2 separate regions of the Sus scrofa genome follow, and region 1 is linked to region 2. A link is a contact called in public Hi-C data. All regions are on one chromosome and are shown on one strand. The core of a region is the stretch at or near the end of the contact, and the rest is flanking DNA. Distances in the headings are between cores, read along the strand shown. Region 1 has its middle 58 kb from the start of SLC39A8. Region 2 has its middle 19 kb from the start of CISD2.

Evidence for each region. A called contact is a pair of places that touch in the nucleus more often than the background predicts.
Region 1: a contact with region 2 is called in a Hi-C map of retroperitoneal adipose tissue, with 2.3 times the contacts expected there. The contact joins two enhancer-like sites. A contact is called at or near these places in 6 of 47 Hi-C or Micro-C datasets (alveolar macrophages, embryonic fibroblasts, mesenteric adipose tissue and 3 more) and 1 of 2 datasets of contacts at active chromatin or transcription factors (alveolar macrophages).

What each region holds. Positions count from the first base shown.
Region 1 is chr8:118,545,565-118,549,017 of Sscrofa11.1, reverse strand. No RefSeq gene overlaps it. Among named protein-coding and RNA genes, the nearest start is that of SLC39A8, 58 kb to the left of the region's middle. Within about 2 kb of position 1,952, at least 4 of the 83 cell types and tissues checked have an H3K27ac peak or open chromatin away from gene starts, as enhancers often do. A contact at or near this core is called in retroperitoneal adipose tissue, where this site is marked.
Region 2 is chr8:118,143,696-118,147,063 of Sscrofa11.1, reverse strand. No RefSeq gene overlaps it. Among named protein-coding and RNA genes, the nearest start is that of CISD2, 19 kb to the left of the region's middle. Within about 2 kb of position 1,898, at least 7 of the 83 cell types and tissues checked have an H3K27ac peak or open chromatin away from gene starts, as enhancers often do. A contact at or near this core is called in retroperitoneal adipose tissue, where this site is marked.

The sequences.
Region 1 (3,453 bases), core at 703-3,202, 400 kb before region 2:
GGATCTGGCATTGCCATGAGCTGTGGTGTAGGTCACAGACACGGCTTGGATCCCGTGTTGCTATGGCTCCGGCGTAGGCCAGCAGCTACACTTCCGATTAGACTCCTAGCCTGGGAACCTCCATATGCCGTGAGTGCCGCTCTAGAAAAAGAAAAGCCAAAAAAAAAAAAAAGAAAGAATGCTTATATGCACATTAGTATATAAATTATTTTAAATGATAAAAATTGTTTAATATTTTAAAAGCATTGATGAAGTTTAGAAGGGATCAATATTATAGATGCCAAATTAATATTACACATTTATTCCTTCAGTCCACAAAATTCTATTATATGTCAGGTGCTCTCTTAGGTTCTGAGAACACAAGTGGAATAGGATACACGGGTCCTGACGTTAGGAGGTGACAACCTGCTGGAAAAGATACGACCGCACAACCAGAATACAACGATCCCTGTTATTGTGAAGTACAGCAATTGCAACTCTTTATGAGCAAGTGACAGAAAACATGATTCCAAATGGCTTAAGCAATAAAGAAGTTAACTGGTTCACACAACCAAAACTGAAGGGGAGAGTGGTCCACACAGCTGACACGTGGGACATCAGAACATCCCCCGGTCAGGGGTGAAATGGTGTCACCAGGACTGGTGTGTTTTCCTCTCTCAGCTCTACTCTCCTCTGCATTAGATTTGGTCTCAGGCTCCAGTGATGGCCCCTAGCAACTACCAGCTCATTTCCTCCTTAGGTATTATTTGGGTAAATTGCCCTTTTATTACCCAATATTAACAAAAGGGTAAGATTTGTGAATTTAATAATACATCCATATTTTGTCTTTCTCTCTTTTCCTATCAGTCCTGTACTTCCGCTTTCTGAGGTCATATTTAAGTAAACTTCATGTATATAAGCCTTTGTCTGAGGCTTTGCTATGGGAGACCCAGACGGACTGGGCTGTTGGCCCAGCACACACTGACCCTAACTGCCTCTGACTCATTGCAGAAGATGGCTAATGGAGAGGGATAGAGTAGGCGCCAGTAGTTGTAGAAGTCCCAATACAGGGAGTTCCCATCGTGTCAGTGGTTAACGAATTCAACTAGGAACCATGAGGTTGCAGGTTCGATCCCTGGCCTTACTCAGTGGGTTAAGGATCCAGCATTGCTGAGAGCTGTGGTGTAGGTCACAGACAGAGCTCGGATCCTACGTTGCTGTGGCTCTGGCATAGGTCGCGGCTACAGCTCTGATTGGACCCCTAGCCTGAGAACCTCCATATGCCATGGGTGTGGCCTTAGAAAAGCCAAAAAGAAAAAAAAATAAAAAATAAAATAAAAAAATAAAGTCCTGATAGGGATCATAGATAAAGAGGAAAACCTGGGGAAAGCTGGGGGACCACTGTAAGTTTAGGAAAACCCTCAGAATAAGCAGGCTTGCTTGACTAGTGGAGGTGCGAGAATTGCCTCTGGTCCTTGGGTGGGGGGTGGGAGGAGACCTGCATTCAGATTCAGACCAGGGCAAGAGTTTGAAGACCAGTCTTCAGTTGATTTGAATACACACTTTACCAGGTACTAAGGAGGAGCTACGACTCCCAGAAAGGAAGAGGTGGGCCTTTCCAACACCCGCCCCTTGGATGATAAAACTGGGGCCCAGGGCATCCTCGAGGCAGAAGCTTGCTTGCCTGCCCACTTGTGTCTCTCACTAGCATCCTATCCTAGTTTATCTATTTCTTGCCTATCACTTTGTCTTTGGTTGAATTCCTTCTGTGAGGAGGCGTAAAGAACCTGAACCTCAGTGAGTCCAGACACAGGGTGAGTAACTCGAATTTAAAACCATGGGTCTAAATCCTAATCTGGTTTTAGCCTGGGTTGGAGTCCCAGTCTGGGTTTTGGCTGGGTTAACGTCCTGGTACGTGGGTTCAAGTCTCAATCTGTGTTCTGGCTAAGTTCAGGCCATTAGTGCTGTCAGTTTCACAACCACTGTGCCTCCTGCTGCTACGTAGTCGTGGTCTCTTGGTCACAGCCAATAAAACCAGGGACCGAAGCCTGACAATCTGGCCACCAAAACTTCTCTGCCGGAGTTTGGAAATGGATTGAGAGAAAGTTGTTCCCTCACTGTGGTAAACATTTTGTGATGAAGCTTGGTGGCTTCCTTCCCCACCACAGGCTGCTGGAGCACACTCACCAGAGCTGAGGGTTAAACACCCAGGCATTTTGCCCACCAGCCCGACGGGAGCTGAAAATACGCCATGGCAAGCACATTTCATTACAAAAGTCAGCAGTTCCTACCATCTGGCCTTTTTCCCCCAGAGAGCCGGTTTACCAGCACACCACTGCTTCCTTCCCTCTGTTCCCTAAAACCTTGGAAATGTTCATAAGGATCTGGTTAGAGAGAGAGCACAGACCAAGCATTATAGTTCAGGCGAAACCAAATAATTCCAAAACAAAGAGTTTTGTAACTTGTGTTGGGAGACACAACTTTCAGCTGAGGCCACTCCTGGATGGCAGACCCCTGATCCCACAGAACAGCTCCAGCTTGACACCATCATCCATTATCAGGCTTAGAACTCAGCTGGGCCTGCCAGGGACCATCCTAAGCTGACCCAGTTGCTACCGAGAGACCAAGGATGGGTGGCGACACAAGTCCACAAATGTACAAGCAACAAGAGATGTGCTGCCCGCAGTCTGACCTGTGGCCTCTCCGCTGGTTAACAAAGCTCAGCATGTACCTGTCATTGCTCAGTGTCACCCGTCCGATAAGCCAGTCCTCCTCCTGGGAGGAGGAACACATCTCAGGGATGGAAAAGAAGGTGGAACTGTCCCTTCTGGAGAGAAGAGAAGGTTCTGCTCTGCAGTAAGAAGGTGAGCAGATTATGATAATGTGAGAACAAGAATATATGTATGTGTGTGTATGCCTGGGTCACTCTGCTATATAATTGAAATTGACAGGATATGGTATATCAACCATAATGGAAAAAAAGTAAAATCATAAAATAAAAAAAAAGAAGGTGACCAGAGGTGCAGTAGCCAAGGTTTCAACCATGAGGTCTGAGGAGCAGAGGAAGCCACCACTGAGGACAAGAATGGAGCAAAGGATGAAGAACAGTTCCTTTTGAAGGTCCAACAGATAGAGTGCCTAGAACAATGCAGATACATGTATGTAAGTATGTATTTACTTATTTTAGGGCTGCACCTGAAGCATATGGAAGTTCCAAAGCCAGGGGTCAAATCAGAGCTACAGCTGCTAGCCTACCCCACCACCACAGCAACTCCAGATCTGAGCCATGTCTGCAACCTACACAATAGCTCACAGCGACACCAGATCCTTAACCCACTGCGTGAGACCAGGGATCGAACCAGAATCCTCATGGATACTAGTTAGAGCTGAGCCGCCATGGGAAATCTATCAGTATATTATGAATATTGGCCACTATTCATTTATTAATGCCCACATGTGATTTCAAAGATCGGG
Region 2 (3,368 bases), core at 649-3,148:
AACCATAGAAGAGTAAATCCAAAATGAATAAAATTATGCTTAAACTCATTAGTAATCAGGGAAATACAAACAAAGCTCTAGAAGACTGTCACTTTATAACCCATTGTATTGCCACATATTAAGAAGAGCAATACCTATCACTGGTGGGAATTTTGGAGGAGGGAACCAAATAGTCTCATATGTTGGTAGTAATAAATATAGACTATTACAATCTTTTTCTAAAACAATTTGGTAACTTTTGGAGTAAAATATTCTTTATCACAGTAATTCTACAGAAATAAAAATCGATATAATTGTACACAAATATACATATATATATATATACACACACACATTTTTATTGCAACACTGATCTTAATGGAAAATACACATTAGAGCCCTGTTGGTTGATTCAGTGTATTTTTTTTTTTTTTTCTTTTTAGGACCACACCTGCAGCATATGGAAGTTCCTGGGCTAAGGGTTGAATTGGAGCTACAGCTGCTGGCCTGGCCACAGCCACAGCAACACCAGATCTGAGCCACATCTGTGACCTACACCATCACATCATTGAGACAAACCTGGGTCCTTAACCCATTAAGCGAGGCCAGGGATGGAACATGAATCCTCATGGACACAGTCTGGTTCTTAATCTGCTGAGCCACAACAGTAACTCCCTGATTCAGCATTTCTATGCAGTAGGGAAAAAAGCAAGATGCAGTATGGCATGTTTAATCCCCTCTTTTCATATATATATATATATATATATATATAATGCATTCTTATTTTGGGCACTGTGTATATATATATGTATGTACGTATGTATGTATAAATGTCGACTTTATGAACCTGAGAAAAAATGGGATGATACATCATAATGAGAGTGACATCATTTGTCTGGAGAGGGTAAGTAAAGATGGGAATTTGGGTAGGAGGGAGAAGACAGAGTAAAGAGTAAACAAACAAAAAAATACTACATTCCATGTATGATATTCCATTTCAAATTATATAAATTAAACATGTATATACACAATAAGAAAGTTTAAAACATTAATTGGATTTGATATCATGAAGGTCATTGATGACCTTACCCAGAGCAGTTATAGTTAACTGGAAGCAAATAATAAAGTAACATTCTTATTAGAGCAGTTTGAATTACAAATAAATAGTAAGACAGTTGACTACTATAAACTGAAACTTTATACAATAATACTAATAAAAAAGTAAAATATAATAAACAATGATGAGCAAAAGAGGGGATAAAGAAAGTCATTATATGTTATATACATGAGCCTCTGCGTACTGGCTCATGGGTTGCTTATTTCTTCACAGCAGACTGAGAACCATTAGCTCAAAAGCCCACTGGCACCAAACCAAAAGTTTACCCATCCACTTGTTTTAAACATAGTCCAAACAATGGAGGTTCCCTTGTGGCACAGTGGGTTATGGATCCAGCACTGCCACAGCTGCAGCTTGGGTTCAATCCCTGGCCCAAGAACTTCCACATGCTATGGGTGCAGCCAAACAAACAAACAAAAACAAGAAACAATAAGCATAATCCACACAAACAGATTTTTAGCCATTTAGAGCTTGCCTGCTTTACCTACTCTGTGAAACCGTCCAAAATCTGTTTGCCACAGATAAAATAAGCCTTGGGCTATAAAGACTTTAAGCAGCTGTTGTGCTTTGTAATTCTCTAACCCAGAGACTCCTGCCATGCTGCTAAATGACATCATACATAAGCACCCTAGACATAAAACCCCCATCTGATGCCCTCCCCCAGTACCCTTGTCCTCCTCCCTTTTGGGATGGTGGCCCCATGCCTTAAGCTCAAGCTTAAGGTTCGTCTCATGCTGCTAGGTCTTTTCCCAACATACAAACCCGTCAAAGTAACACTAAAATAAAGCTTGTGTGTGCTACTGCCACCTCATGGCCATATCTTTCTTCAATCAGCCCCAAAATGCTCAAACTCACCCCCCTCCCCTCACACTGCATAATAACAAAAGTAAAAATTCACCAGGAAGATATACCAATTCTAAAACTGCAAATCCATAATATATCCTCAAAATAAATAAAGCCAAATTTGATAGAATTACAAAGGGTAAATGACAAATCCACAAATACAGTGTGAGATTTTAACATCATTTTCAGTAACTGACTCAATGGACATAAAATTTGTAAGGCTATATAGATTACATAGAACTATAATCAACAATTAAAGAATCCCTATTTTTTTCTAGCACATTTGAAATATTTATAAAAATTGACCAAATCTTAGGCCTAAAGGTATCAAACCTTTAAAATGATATATAGACTACAAAGCACTACTATTAGAAATCAAAAACAAAAGGTTATCCAAAAGAGATCTTTAAATTTTAGAAGTTAAAAACATACTTCCAAATAATCAATGGAACCAAGAAGTAAATATAATAAAAATTAAAACATTTAAAAATGGATGAAGATGAAAAGATTACAGATCAATAGATATGTAATAGCTGAAGCAGTACTTGGAAATTTACCAGAAGAAATTTGCATTCATGGGAAGGACAACAGCCTACATTTAGAAAAAAAAAGATTTTAGGGGGTCCAGTAGTCTGGGATAGGTTTAAAATAAAGGGCAAATTATTGCATGTCCCATTCCCACCATGAAGGAAATACAATGCCTCACAGGCCTCTATGGGTTTTGGAGGCAGCATATTCTATAGTTGGGAATACTGTTCTGACACATACACTGAGTGACACAGAGGCTGCCAGCTCCTACAGGAGCTTGAAACAGGAAAACACTCTGTAGCAGGTTCAGGCTACAGCACAAGCAGCCCTATCATTTGGGCCATACAGTCCAGCAACTCTCCTATATTGGAAATGTCGGCAGTGAGAAAAATTACCATGTTGAGTTTACGGCAAATCACAATATGAAAATTACAACATAGCCCTATGACATTCTCTAGCAAGGCCATTGCTGTCTGCTGATATTATATACCATATAATCATATGGAATAATTATATACTTTAATATGTTCATGCATGCTACTGGATCCACCTAACAATGGACATTAAGTGACCATGTGGCTAGAACTTCCTATCATGAGCTTGGCTCTCTTAGATCTGCTAAGGCATAAAGACAAGCTGGCCTAGTAGCAATCCATCGTAAGATGGAAGTAGCACATCAAGGATTGGGCACGAAAAGGACTACAGGGCACAAGTATAAGCAAGTGGCCCAGGACCCCACATCATCAACAACTGTTACATATTTTCTATCCATCAACTTGCAATTATGATTGTGTAGGCATTCCCAAGTTGGTTAAGGAGGTCCACTGAAAGGTCATCTCAAGATGTGAATGCAGGCCAAAAATGGTTGGTGGCTTACTTAGCTCTGGAAAAGACAGCAATA